Regions from separate parts of the Mus musculus genome. Here regions 2, 3 and 4 are each linked to region 1. The links are chromatin contacts, called in public Hi-C and HiChIP or PLAC-seq maps. All regions are on one chromosome and are shown on one strand. The core of a region is the stretch at or near the end of the contact, and the rest is flanking DNA. Distances in the headings are between cores, read along the strand shown.

The links. A called contact is a pair of places that touch in the nucleus more often than the background predicts. HiChIP or PLAC-seq counts read pairs in DNA pulled down with a chosen protein or histone mark.
Region 2: an H3K4me3 HiChIP or PLAC-seq map of bone marrow-derived macrophages shows a contact between it and region 1, with 13 times the contacts expected there. The contact joins two enhancer-like sites. A contact is called at or near these places in 5 of 15 datasets of contacts at CTCF or cohesin (the NIH/3T3 cell line, large pre-B cells, pro-B cells and 1 more), 76 of 484 Hi-C or Micro-C datasets (the AML12 cell line, B-cell progenitors, the Ba/F3 cell line and 42 more), 16 of 115 datasets of contacts at active chromatin or transcription factors (the NIH/3T3 cell line, T-cell acute lymphoblastic leukemia, a beta-TC-6 cell line and 10 more) and 2 of 9 other capture datasets (embryonic stem cells and liver).
Region 3: a contact with region 1 is called in an H3K4me3 HiChIP or PLAC-seq map of bone marrow-derived macrophages, with 7 times the contacts expected there. The contact joins two enhancer-like sites. A contact is called at or near these places in 1 of 39 promoter capture datasets (embryonic stem cells), 2 of 15 datasets of contacts at CTCF or cohesin (the NIH/3T3 cell line and embryonic stem cells), 39 of 484 Hi-C or Micro-C datasets (CD4 T cells, CD4 single positive thymocytes, CD8 T cells and 24 more), 17 of 115 datasets of contacts at active chromatin or transcription factors (T-cell acute lymphoblastic leukemia, acute myeloid leukemia, bone marrow-derived macrophages and 11 more) and 2 of 9 other capture datasets (embryonic stem cells and liver).
Region 4: a contact with region 1 is called in a Hi-C map of bone marrow-derived macrophages, with 31 read pairs. The contact joins two enhancer-like sites. A contact is called at or near these places in 1 of 15 datasets of contacts at CTCF or cohesin (large pre-B cells), 5 of 484 Hi-C or Micro-C datasets (the Patski cell line, bone marrow-derived macrophages, embryonic stem cells and 1 more), 15 of 115 datasets of contacts at active chromatin or transcription factors (T-cell acute lymphoblastic leukemia, acute myeloid leukemia, bone marrow-derived macrophages and 11 more) and 1 of 9 other capture datasets (embryonic stem cells).

The regions. Positions count from the first base shown.
Region 1 is chr8:117,473,280-117,477,993 of GRCm38.p6, reverse strand. No RefSeq gene overlaps it. Among named protein-coding and RNA genes, the nearest start is that of Mir7078, 16 kb to the right of the region's middle. Within about 2 kb of position 1,968, at least 39 of the 459 cell types and tissues checked have an H3K27ac peak or open chromatin away from gene starts, as enhancers often do. A contact at or near this core is called in the Ba/F3 cell line, CD8 T cells, ECoMG-derived neutrophils and 4 more, where this site is marked.
Region 2 is chr8:117,053,203-117,057,916 of GRCm38.p6, reverse strand. Pkd1l2 (polycystic kidney disease 1 like 2) reads left to right here. Exons shown (of 43, transcript NM_029686.4): 12 at 384-504; 13 at 1,462-1,603; 14 at 2,879-3,055. Among named protein-coding and RNA genes, the nearest start is that of Gm15395, 24 kb to the right of the region's middle. Within about 2 kb of position 2,561, at least 63 of the 459 cell types and tissues checked have an H3K27ac peak or open chromatin away from gene starts, as enhancers often do. A contact at or near this core is called in the Ba/F3 cell line, ECoMG-derived neutrophils, bone marrow-derived macrophages and 2 more, where this site is marked.
Region 3 is chr8:117,118,776-117,123,489 of GRCm38.p6, reverse strand. All of the region lies in intron 7 of Bco1 (beta-carotene oxygenase 1), which reads right to left. Among named protein-coding and RNA genes, the nearest start is that of Bco1, 25 kb to the right of the region's middle. Within about 2 kb of position 1,814, at least 109 of the 459 cell types and tissues checked have an H3K27ac peak or open chromatin away from gene starts, as enhancers often do. A contact at or near this core is called in CD8 T cells, acute myeloid leukemia and bone marrow-derived macrophages, where this site is marked.
Region 4 is chr8:117,176,072-117,180,785 of GRCm38.p6, reverse strand. The region is part of intron 1 of Gan (giant axonal neuropathy); the gene reads right to left. Among named protein-coding and RNA genes, the nearest start is that of Gan, 20 kb to the right of the region's middle. Within about 2 kb of position 2,870, at least 48 of the 459 cell types and tissues checked have an H3K27ac peak or open chromatin away from gene starts, as enhancers often do. A contact at or near this core is called in bone marrow-derived macrophages, where this site is marked.

The DNA.
Region 1 (4,714 bases), core at 719-3,218:
CCCCATGGTCATCTTTAGAGATGGTGCCTCAGGTCCCCTGTGCAGGGAAAGCCCATGTGTCCTCAAAGGACCCACCTAAGAGATAGACATACTCTGTTCAAAGCCAACATCAACGGGGACATTGAAGACTCTCGGCCATCTGAAGATCATTCGAGGTGGACTCTGGGCCCTGTGATGAGATCCGCTCCTCACCATCAGAGGAACGCTCCTGAGTGGCTAGTGAGCTCCTTGACACTCTGGTCACCTTGGCCTTGATTTTCCCATTGCATCCTCTAGGAACTGGGCACAATGTCCAGGGAAGGCTTCATAACTGATAGCCAATTACATTCTGTCATCTGGAATCTTCCATGGCTTCTAGCCCCTGCTGGCCAACCCTGGCCATGCAACACCTCCATCCTACCTTTCTAGCACTCCATATGTCCCGTCAACCCCTCAGGGCTCTGCCTATTTGAAGGGGCCTTTAGCCTCCAGGCCTTTGGCCACACAGGTCTTTCCACTGGGCCCTAGTCTATGTCAGATATAGGGCAATGAATTGCATAAAGAATTGCTAACCAGGAACTGGAAACTGACAAGATTCCAAGTCCCCATGTCACCCCACACTGCCTCTCTCCATCGGAGAATGTCATTCTAGGTGAGGCTGAGAACACGGGTGTCACGCCACCCCACAGCAGTACTGAAAGCATCTTGACTCGGAAGAATTCCACGTTAGTGTGCTGCCTGCTTTCAGAACCCTTTGGAAAATTCTGGAGACCCCCAGAGAACGTTCCAGAAATGGAGAATTCTCCCGAGCTCTGCCCCAAGGGAAAGCTCTAGCCTGAAGGCCTGAAACTCAGTTCTGCCTCACTACCCTGTCAACTGTGTGACTCTGGGCCTCTCTGTGTGACTGCCCCCCTCTGTGTGACACACACACACACACATATATTTGTTTTTTTTTTTTTTTCGGTCTTTTCGAGACAGGGTTTCTCTGTATAGCCCTGGCTATCCTGGAACTCACTCTGTAGACCAGGCTGGCCTCGAACTCAGAAATCTGCCTGCCTCTGCCTCCCGAGTGCTGGGATTAAAGGCGTGTGCCACCATGCCCAGCTTAGCTTCTCTTTCTACTTCTTGAATATGGACTAGTGGCCCTCAGGTCATGGGTACTCTCTAGGGAAAAGCATAGAGGAACTATAGTCTTGGTTGTGATGGGCCCCAAACTGTCTGGGATCCAGCAGAGTGCTAAAATAATTGAAGGTCGGGCTAGAGAGGTGGCTCATAGGTTAAGAGGTGCTGTTCTTCCAGAGGTCCTGAGTTCAATTCCCAGAAACCACATGGTGGCTCACAACCATTTGTAGTAAGATCGGTGCCTTTTTCTAGCCCACAGGCATATATCCAGGCAGAATTTTTTTTTAAAGATTTATTTATTTATTATATGTAAGTACACTGTAGCTGTCTTCAGACATACCAGAAGAGGGAGTCAGATCTCATTAGGGATGGTTGTGAGCCACCATGTGGTTGCTGGGATTTGAACTCAAGGACCTTCAGAAGAGCAGTCGGGTGCTCTTACCTGCTGAGCCATCTCACCAGCCCCCCAGGCAGAATTATTATGTATACATAATAAATTAATAAATAAGTCTTTAAAAAAAATAGTAATTGAGCCGGGCGTGGTGGCTCATGCCTTTAATCCCAGCACTCGGGAGGTAGAGGCAGGCGAATTTCTGAGTTTGAGGCCAGCCTGGTCTACAAAGTGAGTTCCAGGACAGCCAGGGCTACACAGAGAAACCCTGTCTCGAAAAACCAAATAATGATAATGATAATGATAATAATAATAATAATAATAATAATAATTGGAGTTTTCCATTTCCTGGTCTAACCCTAAAAGCTGTCACGGCAGGACACTTGGATCATGTGGTATGACTTTCTTCATTGCTGGGCAGTACCACACAGCATCCTGAGGCAGTGCCCCACCCCCTCCAGGCCCCACCAAGTTCCGCCCTAACTTTCACTTCCCTGTCTGTGGTCTCTGCGCCGGCCTGGTACACGTTCTAAACAGGTACCCTAAAACTCACTGGGGCACTGGCTGTCAATCAGGGTGACTGTGACCCCCCCCCCCCCAGGTAGGCTTTCTAGACCCAAGTAAGTAAAAACACGTGATCTTTGGGACAGGGTGACACAAAAAGGCATGAGACGTTTATCTGCAATTAAATGAAATGGGCAGCCTATGTCTTGCATGCCACTCTATGCCTAGGAGACATCTGCCAATCTGGAGACACGTCTGTCCCACCTGGTAATGTTTCCGGAGACTGAAGTCATCAAGGCAAGGGGGCAGGGGGTCCCTTGGTAGAGAACAACCCAGGCACAGGTGCCAGGAATGCTTAGAGTACAGGACCCTGTGTCTATACACACCTCAGAACTCTCAGGACCACACCGAAAGGCACGGTGGTCAAGTCGGGGGGGGGGGGGGAAACCAAGGCAGGGGTGCCGTGCCTCCATTTGTTATAGTCTCGTGCTGTAATTTCTCTCTGCTAAAGTCAGCGCAGAGCCGGGTAGAGTATCCAGGAAAAGAAGGAGCAGGCCGGGCGTGGTGGCGCACGCCTTTAATCCCAGCACTCCGGAGGCAGAGGCAGGCGGATTTCTGAGTTCGAGGCTAGCCTGGTCTACAAAGTGAGTCCAGGACAGCCAGGACTGCAGAGAAACCCCGTCTCAAAAAACAAAAAAACAAAAAAAAAAAAAAAAGAAGGAGCAGGAAAGGAAGGGTGGAGCCCTCCAGGGTTCCCCAGGTATCACATCCAGGATTCCCCATGAACCGGCATCTCACCACCAGCACTGGGCTCTGGCTGACCTGCTGGACTGTTACTGATCTGGCCACCAGGGGGCAGCAGAGACTGGGAAGTGCCTGCAAGCCCCGCCCTCCCCGACTCCTGATCTAGGAAGTTCTGCAACTGGGCTTGAGGTTGCAGTCTTTTAAGTTGGGCAGTCTTGTAAGTTGGGGGGTTGGCGGGGGATGGGGTGGGGTGGAGGGTGGGGGGTGGGGGGAACACTGGAGGGGTGGGATTCTATTTCCCAGAAAGGGGCTCTGGTGGGGTTTTTTTGTTTATTTGTTTTTTTGTTTGTTTGGTACCATTTGTGTAGCAGTAACCTGAGGGCTGTAAAAATCTTCCAACGTGGTATATACACTGTGGTGAAAGGAAGGAGGTTTCTGATGCACGCATAGATGATGGGGGCCGGGAGGGCTTGGTACCTTCCTCTTCATTTACTTGCAAGTCTAATGCTGCCAAGACAAGAGAAACCGACTTTTGATGAAGGAGATGAAAATATTTGAGGAAGATTATCTTGCTCTGCATGGATTGGAACTTTACATGAAGGGATATGAGATGGCTCAGTGGGGTAAAGGGGCCTGCGGACAAGCCTGACCACCTGAGTTCGGTCCCTGGGACTCACATGGTAGGAAAAAACCCAACTCCCACAAATTGTTCTCTAGCATTCACACACACACACACACACACACACACACACACACACACACACTGAATGAATGAATGAATGAATGAATGAATGAATAAATAAATAAATAAATAAATAAATAAAATAAAGGCATGCACCTTTAATCCCAGAACTTGGGAGACAGAGGCAGGTAGGTCTGTTTCAGGCCAGCCTGGTCTACAGAGTGAGTTCCAATATAGCTAGGGCTAAACAAAAAAAGGGGCTGGAGAGATGGCTCAGCGGTTAAGAGCACCGAATGCTCTTCCAGAGATCCTGAGATCAAGTCCCAGCAACCACATGGTGGCTCACAGCCATCTGTAATGAGGTCTGATGCCCTCTTTTGGTGTGTCTGACGAGAGCAATGGTGGTGTACTCATGTATAAAATAAATAAATAAATCTTTTAAAAAAGAAAAAGAAAAACAAAAACCAAAAAAGCAAACAAATAAAAATCACATTGAGCATAACTAGCAAGACTCTTTCTCTTTCTTTGTTTCTTTCTTTCTTTCTTTCTTTCTTTTTTTTTTTTAACAAATTCTTTTTTTTTTTAAAGATTTATTTATTTATTATATGTAAGTACACTGTAGCTGTCTTCAGACAGCACCAGAAGAGGGAGTCTGATCTCATTACAGATGGTTGTGAGCCACCATGTGGTTGCTGGTATTTGAACTCTGGACCTTCGGAAGAGCAGTCGGGTGCTCTTACCCACTGAGCCATCTCACCAGCCCCTCTTTCTTTCTTTCTTTCTTTCTTTCTTTCTTTCTTTCTTCCTTCCTTCCTTCCTTCCTTTCTTTCTTTCTTTCTTTCTTTCTTTCTTTCTTCCTCTCTTGTTTGTTGTGCTGTTTTTGGTTTTGTTTTGTTTTGACTGAGTAAACTGTGTAGCCTGCCCAGCTAGGGGCTTGCTTTTCAAAGGGTCCTGTGGGCAGAACCCAGGGCCTTGTGTGCTCTAGCGCTAGTTCCTCAGCCGCAGTGAGTCCATTGTTCTCTCCTTGGGGACACTTTAAAAGCCAATTTATATAAAACAGTCAATTAAAGAGTTACCAGGCGATCACAGCTGGTCCTGACTTCAAAATAGAAAAACGAGAAAGAACAAGGGAGGAGAGATAACCAACGTGAATGTCTCCCGATACTCACGGTAGATGAACGCATGAGCACAGTGTGGGCTGTGGGCCTGTGAGATGGCTCAGCACATCAGGGGGCTTGCTGCCAAGTTTACAACCTGGGCTTAATCCCTGGGACCTCCATGGCAAAAGGGAA
Region 2 (4,714 bases), core at 1,312-3,811, 420 kb after region 1:
ATCTCAGCAGTTATCTGGCTTTGTCCACTCCCTCTGCAGCCAAGGAAACCGATTCTTAGACTTTATGCAACTCATACAAGGCAAATCTCCCTAAGTGACAGGGTCGGGATGGGAAGCCAGGGAGGTGTCCTGCACTCCCACTGCACCCCAACATCACTGCAAGGGGAGTGACACAGAAATCTGGTCATGTCCTGACTCTTCTTTAGCCTGCAGACCAAGGCTCTGTCCTGGCTTAGGTTGGAGCATGGCTGGGTTTATTCCATCTTTCATTTGGACAAAGGCAATGTCCCACCTTCTCCACAGACTTGAGAACTGGGCAAAGGCCAGGCAAGTGGTCACAATGCCTGAGGGAGCTTTCTCTCTTTGTCCTCTGTACCTTCCAGCTGTGAGAAGAACTGCCGGCCAGTGAAAGCCGACCAAGACGTTCTGCTCACTGTCACCGTGGGAGATGAGACCTCGGTGGCCGTGTTCAGCTGGTACTTAGATGACACCGTACCAGAGGAGGTGAGATGTCACAGCCGCTCAGAAGAAACTGTGTCCTCTGAGAGGACCGGCCTTGTGTTGAATGCCGGGTCCTGAGCCAGGGCAGGCCAATCCCATTTGGAGCCAGTGCAGGGCAGTCAGGAAGATTAGGGACCTGAGGGAATTTCTAACAGGTGAATGAATACATAGGATCAAAGCCTATGGGGAGAGAGACACTGCTGCCCTCAGACCAAGCCCCCTGCTAGGATTCATACATCCCCCCGGCTGCTAGGCAGAGGATAGTGGTCTATGCGTGCCTCACACACAGCCAAGGTCCCATGGGACCATGATGAGAAGGATGCTGCTTTCTTCTTCTCTTCTTCTTCTTCTTCTTCTTCTTCTTCTTCTTCTTCTTCTTCTTCTTCTTCTTCTTCTTCTTCTTCTTCTTCTTCTTCTTCTTCTTCTTCTCCTCCTCCCCCTCCTCTTCCTCCTCCCCCTCCTCTTCCCCCTCCTCTTCCTCCTCCCCCTCCTCCTCCCCCTCCTCTTCCTCCTCCCCCTCCTCTTCCCCCTCCTCTTCTTCCCCCTCCTCTTCCTCCTCCCCCTCCTCTTCCTCCTCCCCCTCCTCTTCCTCCCCCTCCTTCTCCTCCTCCTCCTTCTCCTCCTCCTCCTTCTCCTCCTTCTCCTTTCTCTTCCTCTTCCTCCTCCTCTCCCTCCTCCTCCTTCTCCTCCTCCTTTTTTGGGGGACACTTTAATCCAAGTGCTGGGATTAAAGGCGTGCACCACACTGCACTTGCTCTCACCCTCTTCTCTGCCCTGTTTACTTGCCCAGCCAATTCCCCAGAGAGTTCACCCTGCACTTGTAGGTCACTTTTCTGATGAGCTGCCATTAACTCGTCAGAAAGAAATCTGACAGGCCCAGGGGCTCGGAAGCCACAGGGCTGAGGATGTCCAGGGGCCTACCTAACAGACTCTAAGGGCCTGAGAGTTCTTCCCTTGCAGGCTGAGCCCCTCCCAGCTGCCTGCAGACTCCGAGGATTTTGGCCACGATCACTGACCCTCCTTCACAGCAACTCCTCCGTGCTACTGCTGAACAGCAGCTTCCTGCAGACCTGGGGACCTGTTATTCCCATCCGGGTCACAGGTGAGGAGTGCTCACCCCATCTCTTGTTACAGGACCAGGACAAACTTGGAAACACTAAAATAAGGGGCTTTGGTCTGGCATGGAGCAAGGTATGGGATTTTCTGCCTACAAGACTTTGAGCAAAGGGTTTGACTTCATGTTGCCTCAGTTTTCCCACGTGTGGATCTGGGGTGATGTAAATGTCTGTCCTGGAATTGTCATGCAAGAAGATTGGCAGGATGCTGGTGGTACAGGCTGGTCATTCTAAGTCCACCTGTGTGTGCCACCACAAGTCAGGGTTACTCAGTGCTCAGACAGTCACAGAACAAAGATGGCTATGCTTTCTAAGAACACTTTCTTGGACTCTGTTACCTTAGTGCCAGGACTGCAGGCAAGCACTACCTGTGTGCCTGTTGGTTCTGTATTTCCTAATGCAGCCCACAGAGCAACCACAACCAGACAAACCGAGGTGGGCACTTGTGTGCTGAACATACCTGCTCAACCTCAGACCTCCTCAACCGGGTTAGGCCAAGATTTTAGTTGTAACCAATTAAGATTTTTCCTTTGTGGGAGGTGTAGGGATGGCTCAATGGTTAAGAGCACTGGCTGCTCTTCCGGAGGACTCTGTTCATAACTCCAGCTCCAGAGGATCTGTTGCTCTCTCATAGACAGACAGACAGACTGACAGACAGACAGACAGACAGACAGACATGCAGGCAAAGCACTAATGCACATAAAATAAAAAAAAGAACATTAAAAGGGAAAAAGATTCCCCTTTGCTCAGCTCTGTGGCCAGTGCTCTTTGGAACCCTGTGGCTGTGTCAGATGTGGTGGTACATTGCTGCAGGACAGACAGGGGCTCACAGTGCCGAGGGTATGAGGCTGAAAACAGATGACTTCTGGGTAGCATCCACCTGCTCCCAGCTCCAGTCTCGGCTCCTCCCTGGTGATCTGACTTCTGGGTAATCTGCTCATGTCATCCTATGAGGAAGTTATATTATTGGTTCCGCTTTTACAGACAACAGAGGTCAAGCCAAGGCCACTTAGATAGGAAATAGCAGAACTCCAGCCCCACATCTGCCCATTTCGTCAGTGAGCCTGGGGGCCTGCATCAGGGACAACTGTTAGATAGGAGTATTTGGGGGCCTACTCCAGAATCTCTAGATATGTCAGAGGCTGCTTGCTGGTCTGTAGAGCGCCAGATATCGTTGTTTAACAAGTTCCCAGGTCATCCTGAAGAGGGGTTAAAGTTTTGGACACACAGCCCCCTAAACCTAATGAATCTTCCCTTCCTAGCACTGACCAGCCACGCCTACGGGGAGGATACCTACATGATCAGCATGCTACCTCGACCTGAAGTGCCTGCCTGCACGATTGACCCGGAGGAAGGTTCTGTGCTGACGAGCTTCACTGTCTCCTGCAGCACTCCCGCAACCCTGGGCCCTGTGGAGTACTGCTTCTGCCTGCCCTCAGGTACCAGCCAGAGGCTCTGCTCTTCCCTCAGCTCCCAGACTCATCTTCTCTAAGAATGGGGATTGTCCATGTCAGGGAGATGCAGTCGAGTATGTTCTATAATGAGAGAGGTTGACAGGCTGAGGGACTCCTAAGACTTTGTCATCACCAAAGCACTGGCCCAGTCATCAGACCAGAAGGGCGGCATGCAATAGCAACATCTGCCCAAACCCAGCGACACAGTGACTTTTCCCAATGTAGGATATATAAAAAGGTTAAATGGATAAAGAGACACAATGGGTAGGAGCATACCAGGTCATAGTCCTCAACACACACACACACACACACACACACACACACACACACACGTGAAGGGGGGAGTTAAGGGAGAGGGAGAAGAGAGAGGAGAGAAAAAGGAAGAGGCAAATAGAGGAAGAGAGAGAGTTGGGGAGAGAAAGAGAGAGAAAAGGAAAAGGGAGAGAGAGAGAGAGAGAGAGAGAGAGAACAGAGAGGGAGGCACTGTGACTCTTTGAACATCTGAAGTTGTAGCTTCCTCAATAGCAGAGCTGGATCTGTCTCATAGAACCTTCCGCATGTCCACTGACCCTGACTTGTAAATAGCAGCAGAGAGTGGCAGGGTCATAAGACAAGCACATCTCAAAGGACATTTTTTTTTTTTTTTGCAAAGGTTCACAGAGAGTGAACCATCAAAGACCCTACCTACGCTGCATGCAAACCATCCAGTCAGCCATGACAGCCATGACAACCACGGCCAGACGGGCAATGGATAGGAAGAGGTGGGTGGTGCTAGGCAGCTCACTCCATTTACCATAGCATTTTGGTTGCCATAGGTTTCCCCCTGTGGCCTTGGGCATTTGGGGACTGTCACAGAAGGTCTGTGTGGGCCTTAGCTCAAGTGGAACTTTCTTCCCAGCTGAGGCACCATGAGTGGTGCAGGCATACTCAGCAAGACATCACATGGCATAAACAGTGTTCCCTGCCCAGGGCAAGGTGCGTGTAAACCCTTCTGAGGGAATATAGCCTGTGTGGGGTGCTCTGTCAAAGAATATGCAGTTCGCTGGGCCATTAAGGTGATAATGATAATGACTCGGTCTGACTGTGGACAGAAAACACACACACACACACACATACACACACGGCAAGTAGGCTTCATTTCCAAACACCTCCCCTCTGCACCCAAAGGGAGAGGCCAGTTTCCCCTTTGTCCCCATCTCCCGGGGCTCAGCAAGAAGGCAGGAGGTGTGGCCACACACACAACATTGACTGTTCACTTGCAAGCCAATAGCTTCACAGTTGTCTGAGCACTACACAATGACTAGAGGCTCCTGTGATGTGTGAGGCTCCTTTAAGGAAAAAAGATACTCATTTGCTCACTCATGTTTATAACAGACAGGTGCCCGATGTCAGGCTTTGTTCTGGGTGCTAGGTATGCGGCAGTGAGCACCACAGAGGAAATCGCTACCTTCACAATCTTTAACATCTAAGAGCAGAGACAACTGGTAAACCAAGACATGTCCCACAGGGGGGCACTGTTGAGCATAGCAACTGGGAGCATCTCTGCAGGTGCTGTGAGGCTGGGGTGAAGGGCGGGAGAATAGTGCCTGTCTGGACTCTTTCGTGTGTGAGGCACCAGATTCCATTACCATCACTGTTAAAACA
Region 3 (4,714 bases), core at 565-3,064, 350 kb after region 1:
CACAGACAAGAGACGTGTGTGGATACTGAGACTTTTAAAAAAGGATGAAGTGAGATTGAAATTCCCATGGGCCCTGAAGAAGTCACATCTCCCATGCTTTACCGCCACATTCTCGTTGGCAGCTACTGTGATGGACAGGGAGAACATTCTAGCAGCAGAGCAGGTTCTGTCTCAAAGGGGGACCCGGAAGGAGTATGGATCGGAAAGTCTCCTTAGTTCTCAGCCAGACAAAATGGCCAGTGAACACTTCTCACTCTAGGCTCAACCTGGAGCTACACAGATGCCCCACCCAGCACCCCAAGTCCCAGTCAGTCCCAGATACCTCACGGACACACTGGCCATACCCACTGCTCTTAGTGGGACAGAGGCAGTCTCTCAAACAGGTTGGAATCCCGATTATCCGAAGTATGGGTAGGTGTGATGGAGAGATGCCTTTCTTAGTAGGCATGACCTCTTGGCCCTTCAAACTTCTCATCTCGTGGAGAAGGGGCCACACTGGAGACAGAAGGGACAGATAGAGGCCTCTACAGTGACAGTCTCAGAGAATGGGATCCTATTGCCAAAGTCTCAGAGCAGAAAAGACATTTAATACAGGGCCTAGTTCTCAGCACACCTCCGTGGATACTACTTCATCTTATCGTGTATTCATGTCTGTCTTTGGAGACAAACCCCAAATCTGCTAGTCCAGGATCCAAAGCCACCTCACGTAGCTCTAGCATGCCTCCTCCCGTGACAGACTGTGAACCATGACAACGAATTCTCACAAACCCATCTCTTACATGCCGTGGCGCCCTTCAGGACGAGGGCAGGGCAGCTGCCCCACTGTCTGGACATGCCTAGGTTCCTCCCTGCCACTCCTCCACCCCTGCAGAGCTCCACCTCAGGTACCCGCAGCACTACATAAACAGCTGGGGTATTCGGGGGCCCTTCCACTCTGCCTCCGTTTGACCCCAGCTGGCTGAGCATCATAGGTAATCATGAGGTCCTAGACCTCCCACCATCTGCTCTAGCTATAAAGCACTGTTCCCCAGGACATGGTATAAATGCTAACAGGAGAGCTGTGCCCTCTTAGAGACTTCACTTCACGGTTCATTCATTCATTCATTCATTCATTCATGCATGCATGCATGCATTCATTCCCACATTTAAGAGGGGTTTTTCTGTTTTTGTTTCTTTTTTAAAAAAATATTTATTTATTTATTATATGTAAGTATACTATAGCTGACACACCAGAAGAGGGCATCAGATCTCATTATGGATGGTTGTGAACCACCATGTGGTTGCTGGGAATTGAACTCAGGACCTCTGGAAGAGCAGTCAGTGCCATCTCTGAGCTGCTGAGCCATCTCTCCAGCCCCCAAGGGTTTTTAGTTACAAGGATGACCTGCCTCAAGACAGTGTCCCTGCCTTCTAGGAGCCTATGTCTCAGCAGCAAGAGGGGATTAAAGAACCTTGTCATGCTGGAGGTGTGTGTCACCCTAGAGGGTGCCACAGTGTACACACTCCCCTGACAGGGGAGGGAGGGAGGCACAGAGACCTGAAAATGGAGACCTTTCTAAGCCCAGAGAGGCTCTCAGCATGCATTACAGTCACTCAGGATGCTCTGCTTCCAGGGAGTGCTGCAGATGACACAGGACTCCAGAATGGGACACTGAGACAGGCAGAGGGGACATTGATAGGCAAATGTCCCTGAGTACAGGGCATTTGAGAAGGGAGAACTTTCCTGGCTAGGAGGGAGCTGGGCCCTTGGTGCAGGGTGTGTGTGACCGTGTCCACCTACCCATCTGTATACATTCAGGCAGCTGAGTGACTTGAAAGCAAAGAAGCCATCTTTAAGGGACAATAAACAACAATTAAGCAGCGTGGCCAGAACCGCCCATCCAAGGGTTCACTCGCCTTTGCTAATTTCAAAGCACCTGGCGGTTACAAGGTGGCTTTTAAAGACACACAGACAACCCGTTCAAGCTTGGGTTTGAGGAAGTAGCCTTTCCCCCATGTGATCAAAGGGTGTAAACCCTTAAGCGGGGGCAGGGAGGGAGCCTGTCCCTCTTCCTGCATCAGCTCTGGGCTTGTGACTCATGCCTTGAGTGCTCTGTGACACCCTCTCCTTCTTAGACCAGAAGACACTCCCCAGTGCTGCACTGTGGGGCTTTGCCAGGACAAGGGGTGCAGAGGCCAGGACTCAGGTGATTTTACGGAGTAGTGTCGCTATCACATAGTCACCCTCATGATGGTGGGAAGCTAATGCTTAAGTCCTTTCAGTCCCCCACATCCCAGTATTTTCAGTAAAACTGAAACAATTGAGCCTAGGGCGCTGGGCCTCCTGTTTGCTAACGCAAACATAATATCATTGAACTATCCTGTAGTCCTGTCCTGGCTTCTAGATTTTATTTTTATCTTGAGGCAGGGTGTCACTACGTTGCCAGGTTGGCCTTAAAATATTCAGATCTTCCTGCTTCAGCCTCCTGAGCAGTTGGGATTAAAGGCTGGCACAATGAGACCAGCTTGCCTCCGTCCTTTCCTTCCCTTCTTTCCCTTCCCCTTTCCCCCTCCCCCTTTCCCCCTTTTCCCCCCTTTCCCCTTTCCTTTCCTTTTCATCCTTTATTTCTTTTTTTTTTTAAACAAAGATTTACTTACTTTTTATTTTATGTGCCTTTGTGTTTTGCCTGCATGTATGTTTTGAATGCGCCAGACTCCTGGAACTGGAGTTATACACGGTAGTGAGCTGCCGTGTGGGTGCTGGGAATTGAACCTGGGTCCTTTGGAAGAGCAGCCAGTGCTTTTAACTGCTGGGCTACCTTTTCAGCTCCTCCCTCCCTTTCTTTCTTCCTTTTTTTTTTTTAACAATTAAAACAACAACAACAAGAAAGATGACAGTTAAGGTCTCACTAGGCCTCCCACCAACCTAGCTGTTACTTGCCTTTCTCTTGCCTTAGTCTCCTGAGTGCTGGGATTGTTGGCATATGCCAACATGACCAACTGGTTGACCCCTTTCTTTCCTCAAGGTCATATTAGGGATTAAACCCTGAGTCTCAATGTACTAAGCACCCTTTCTCCCCCCGACGTATACCCCTGCGCTGGCTAGTTTTATATCGACTCGATACAAACCAGCGTCATCTGATAAACGAGAGTCGTCTGAAAGAAGGGAAACCTCAATTGAGAAAATGCTTCCGAAGAGCAGGCTGTAGGGCATGTTCTTAATCAGTGATTGATGGGGGAGGGCCCAGACCACTGAGGGTGGTGCCACCTTGGGGCTGGTGGCCTGAGTTCTATAAGGAAGCCGACTAGGGGGCTGGAGAGATGGCTTAGCTTTTAAGAGCACTGGCTGATCTTCCAGAGGTCCTGAGTTCAAATCCCAGAAACTACACAGTGGCTCACAACCGTCTGTAATGGGATTCCCTCTTCTGGCAAGCAGGTACATGTTTAGACGCAGCACTTTTATGCATAAATTCATGAATAAATAAATCTTAAGGCAAAAAACAGAGAAGGAAAGAGGGGGGGAGGGAGGGAAGGAGGGAGGGAGGGAGGGAGGGAGGGAGGGAGGGAGGGAGGGAGGAAGAAAGGAAGGAAGCAGGCTATGAGGACCAAGTAGTACCAGTAAGTGGTACCTCCATGGCCTCTGCATCAGTTTCTGCCTCCAGGTTCCTGCCCTGCTTGAGTTCCTGCCCTGGCTTCTTTCAAATGATGGACTATGATGTGGACACATAAGCAGAATAAACCCTTTCCTCCCTAAGTTGCTTTTGGCCACGGTGTTTCATCACAGCAATAGAAACCCTCACTAGGACAACCCCCAACACTAAATTCATTTTGCAAAGTCAGACCTTGGGAAGAGGCGGCCCTAGCTGGAGCAAGCAGAACTCTGCTGGGCTCTCGGGTCTCTTTCACTGTGGTCTCTCCTGCATGGGACAGGGGGGGGGGGGGGGGAGTGCTGCTTTCCCCTGGCAAAGGTCACAACCCCTTTCACGTGACTTAAAACAACAACAGAGACAACAACAATGTTACAGATGTGAAATCCGGGTGATGTAAGATGTGGGCTAAGCCACAGCAGAGACACATAGAGAAGTGTTATGGAGACAAGAGCGTCACAAGCCTGGCTCTCCTGCTCCCTGAGTTAGACTGAATCCCTGTACTGCAGAGCTCAGAAATGAGGGTGGGAAAAGGTCCCCTGGACTGCAGAGGACTGTTTCCCGGGCTTAAGGCCTGTAGGGTCATCATCTGAATTCCTGTCCCTCTGCACTCACAGATACACCTTTAGTCACCAATCCAGGGTTCCAGCCTTGCTCTGTGGCCTGGGACACATTCCTTTACCTCTTTGACTCTCGTTTTGTTGTTGTTGTGTTTTGTTTTTTTCAACTATAAAAGGAGCCTCCCAACTTTCCCCAGAAGTTGTTGCAGTCATGACGTGATGTAAAATAAACAAAGACAAAAGGCACAGCAAAGCCCCTGGCAGGCAGGGCTCCTTCAGTAAATGGGAGCCGCCACGTCTTAAATGAGTTCAATTTGGTTCCATTTAAATTAATTATATCATGAAGTCAGTGAGTTCTGGAGCCAGAAGCTTCCTCTTGCTCAGAGCCCATGACAGCAGCATCCTGACTGAGGAGGACTCTTGGCCCCAGGGATTGTACACAATGCTAAGAACAATAACTCAACAGCAGAGACATCATGGAAGCTGGTCGTGCTGGATCCCTCCCTTGGACCATTAGCTGAATATTTT
Region 4 (4,714 bases), core at 1,621-4,120, 300 kb after region 1:
CAGCTACATATACAGTGCACATACCTATAGGAAGGCAAGGTACTCACATATAAAATAAAACTAAATAAACCTTAGAAACAAAAACAAAAAAGAAAACTCTAAACTTTCATGTTCAAATTTCTGTGTGGTTTCTCTGACCTAGATGGAGAAGCACAAGGCTTATAAAGATTCGCTTAGCTAGGGGGAAATTTTCTCACCTTAGTGAACTGTTCAAAGAAGGCTTGGTTGTGCTGTGTGTTGCAGATAGCAGGGTGAGGGAGCTACAACTTATCTTATTTGTTTTTGTTGTTGTTGTTTTCTTTTTGGCTTTTTCAAGACAGGGTTTCTCTGTGTAGTCCTGGCTGTCCTGGAACTCACTCTGTACACCAGGCTGGCCTTGAACTCAGAAATCCGCCTGCCTCTGCCTCCCAAGTGCTGGGATTAAAGGCGTGCACCAGCATACAACTTATTTTAAAATGACTATACTGTTACATGTTTTCCCAACAAGAGGGGATCCATTTTAGATTGTGTCATTTTCTCAGACATAGAGGACTAAGAGGAGAGAAAACTGACCAGCTAAAATATGTCAGGAGTCTTAAAATGTGGTCATATCCAGAACCCATGACAAATGAATTATATACCCTACACATTTGGAGGTTAAATAACAAAACTAACATTAATTATGCTTTAAACTCACCTGTCCTTCTAGCCTACCCCTGCGCCCCCAACCCAGCACTGTCTGAGCACACTCAATTGCTCCCTCCTATGGCCGAGCATCTACAGAGACTCCTCCTGGGGTGGGTAACACTGTTACCCTCACCAAGACATCGAAACTTCCCCTTCCCCATGACAGACACAAGTCAGGTCCAGATTCATGTGTGTCTATGTGTATGCATGTGTGTCTGTGTACGTGTGTGCACACGCTCATGCACTTATGTGACAAGTGCCTGCACACGTGGGTTTACGTCCTGGTTTCCTTGACAGGGTCTCATGTATTTCTAGCTGGTCTCAGACTCACTCACTCAGAGATAACCATGGTCTTCTGATCCTCCTGCCTCCACTTGCTGGGATCACAGGTGTGCATCACCACACCTGGCTGGGAAGTGCTGCCACCCAGGGCTTCCTGCATGCTAGGCAGACACTCTGCTAACTGAGCTACATCCTAGCTCCTCTGCTGAGCTCCCAGGCCTAAGGCAAGAATTCTTCCAACCAGGAAACTCGGCAGGTTTAGAAAGAGAAAATGATGCTCTTAAATGTCCCCCTAAAACTCAAGTGTTGAAGGGACAGTCCCCATTGCAGCCAGTGTCCAGGACCTTTGGGAGACGACTGGATCATGTGAGCTCTGACCTCATGGGTGAGCCAACCCATTTGTAGACTCAGAGCATAGGAGGGTTTGGTGAAGGAGTCTTTCTTGAGCTTTGCTCTGACAAGTGTTTCTTCTAGGCCGTCCAGCCTCAGCAGACGTAAGCAACCATGGACTGAAGGAACGAGCCCAAGCACACCTTCCTCTCCTGATGTTTTGGTGTACTTCATCTCAGCAATTGAAATGTAACTAACACAATGCCCCACTACTGCTTGGAAACCCTCCTGAGCTGTTAGTTACTGCTGAAGGAGTGCCAGGAGAAAAGTGCCACCGTGAACCTCACGTGCAACCGAGCTGTGTGAGCATCAGGCTGACAGCAGACTTTCTGATGACTGCCTCTGATGTCCTCTTCTGACCTCTGCACACACAAACATTCGAGCAAAGCACTCACATATAAAACAGCTATAGAAGAGGGTTCGACGGAGCAGTGACAAGCCAGAATGGAGAGCTTTTCTTCTCCACTGATGTAAACACTCATTTCTAAAAAATGAACCATACTCAGGCAGAACACAGGGGAGGGTGATGTCCATGGAGTGGAGGCACTGCAGTCTGGGGTGACTCATGGCCTGACTCCCACAGCGTCTATGAGCCATGTCACCTGGGACTATGCGCTATGAGGCAGGCCCTCTGAGGTGCTCGGAGACAGGCTGGGCCAGCACTCTTTACCCTAACTGGCAAACTAGTCATTCATTCTTTTGGAGAATTTGTTTTACAGATGACCCCCCACACACATATACACACCACACTCCTTTTTCTGTTTTTGTGAGTTTCCAGAAACTACACACACATACACACACACACACACACACACACACACACACAGAGTTTAGGGCAGTGAGAGTCTGTGTGTGACCCAGTATGAGCAAATGTGTGTATTCAAACACTTATGTAAGTGCAAAATTACACACCCACTGGAGGGAGCCCACCGTGAGCCCTGGTCTGAGTTACTATGCAGTGGCAACACAGGTTTGTTAGATGTAACACATGTCCCACTCTAGTGAGGATGTGAGGGTTATGGGGGAAGGGGGCTCTGTATGCAGGGGCTCAGGCCTTCTCTGCCCCTCCTTCTCAATCCTGTTGTGAGCTTACAACTGCCCTAAGACGTATGGTCTGGCTAAAATAGTTTTTTTTCTAAAGTTATGTCTCAGTTTTTTAAAGTTGTGCTTTGTGCACCTAGTGCAGTATCCACCGAGACCAGAAGAGGGCCCTACACTCCCTGGAACTGGAGTTACAGGCTGTAAGTTGTCTTGACTAGGGAGTTGGGAACTTACCTCAGGTTCTCTGGAATATAACTACACACTCTTACCCACTGAGTCATCTTTCCAGGCCCTCAGGTCTGTTTTGTGGAGTTTTTTTTTTTTTTTTCTCCAAAGATCTTTTCTAGTTCCCACTTGAGGTCATATCATTTGTTGCTAACATGTCCATTAACACAGACCTTTGATAGCACTGTGTCTGGTAGGAACACAGCAGCGAGTCTCACAGTTCCTCCCATAGACATGTGAGAGTGACAGAGCTCTCAGCAGGAAGCTAAGCAAGAGGGCTGTGCACTGGGAACTAGAGACCTAGGCCAGCTTCACGCACAGTCCCACCACTTCTAGCTGAACCAGGAAATCTTAAGAGTGTTTGCTGTAGCCAAGCCACAATAGGAGACCAACCATGAACAACAGGGCCTGTCCAGGGAGAAGGAGGGAAAGAAACTGCACCAGGCTGTGGGACTCTGAATGTGCACATCTGTGTGGCTAAGTGCATGTATATATGGGTAGGTGCGTGTGGGGTACAGAAGAGGGTGTTAGGTCCCCTAGCCCTGAGTTGCAGGTGGCTGTGAGTCACTAGACATGGGTGTTGAGCATGAATTCAGGTCCTGCATAAGGGCAGTGAGTGCTCTTAAGCACTGTGCTGGCCCTGCAGTTTGCAAGCGGCGTCTTAAAGGATGGTGTCCCAGCAGTCTGTGTGCCGTCCCCTCCACTCCTCCTCCAGCTGATTCTTTTTATCCAAGGAGTATCGTGTTTATTTACTTTCAAATTTTTCTCACACACATCCTGTGAGTCACAACTTGAACAACTTACGAGTAGTTCCCTGGGCTGACCTCACAGAACCTTCTGGAGAGCCGCTATAGAGAACCAGATATCTGGGTCTTATCCTAGACCAACTAGGTCAGCCTTAGAGTGCATAATAAGTGTAAGACATACCCTGGCTCTGGCCCGTTCCTGCTGCCCAGGATGCTTCTTGGGCCTCTCCCCCACATCTACAGCTCTGCTTCTTCCCAGCTAGCTGTGGCCCAACACCCACAATGGCGGCCTGCGCCCCACCCTCACTGGCTCTTCCCTGCTTTTATTTTCCCTCTCAGGACTGTGAGGTACAGTTCCTCTTCTAATGAACTGCACCTGCTTATGCTGACTGCCATGAAAACGGACTGTTCGCACCTCACCTGTGGTGATAATACAGCCAACCCCACAGGATCTAAAAGTAGACTGTGTTAGCCCCTGAGAGTGACTGTGAGGGATCATCTAGGTGGAAGACCTTGCCTCTGGGGGACACCATCCCATAGTCTGGGGTCCCGTGCTGAATAAAGGGAGAAGGTTAGCTGAGTACCAGCACACATCTCTCTGCTTCCTGCCTGAGGATGCCCAGAGACCAGCTGCTTCAGGCTCTGAGCCTTCCCTGCCATGATTGACTGTGACTTCAAACCGTGGGCCCGGGTAACCCTTTCTTTCCTTAAGCTGCTTTGCCAGGGACTTACATGACAGCAGCAGGAAAACTAACACACTTCCTCACCCCACACCAACATTCACAGTATTTCACACATAGTCACCTGACCTGAAGCACATAACAGGAGTGGGAACCCATGGATTCCAACCCCGCAGAATCAGTGACTGAAATGAAGTGACCACAGCTGTTGGGACAGGGTGAGAGTGGCTAGCAGAGCAGCTGAGGACATTCACAATCACGTGCTCAGACGGCCATGTCCTCCCACAGAGGGTCAGGCACACTGCAGTCAAATATACTCAGCTAGCTGCTGGGCTGCTGTCCTCACATGGGAGCTGCGTTGTAGGGCTGCCTGGGAAGGAAGCTCTCGTTTGTGGCTTAGGTAGCCACACCTCACCTTTCTGTGCTTCAGTGTCTCATGGTCACTGTCACCAGTGGTCTTCCGGGAAGCCGAGACTTGTAATGCAATACAGACTCCAAAAGGTTCCTAGGGCTCTGGCTTAGCTCATGCGCTGTCCTGAAGACGATGAGGCCCACGGGGTCCCGCAGAGGCTCAGAAGCAGCTCCTGCCAGAGCTGTGTCCTACCTCCCCAACACCCTCCCCAGGCTGCGACCCTGGCACAGGCACAGGGCGCTCTTTCCTTTCCTCAGGGAGCCTGGTCTCCA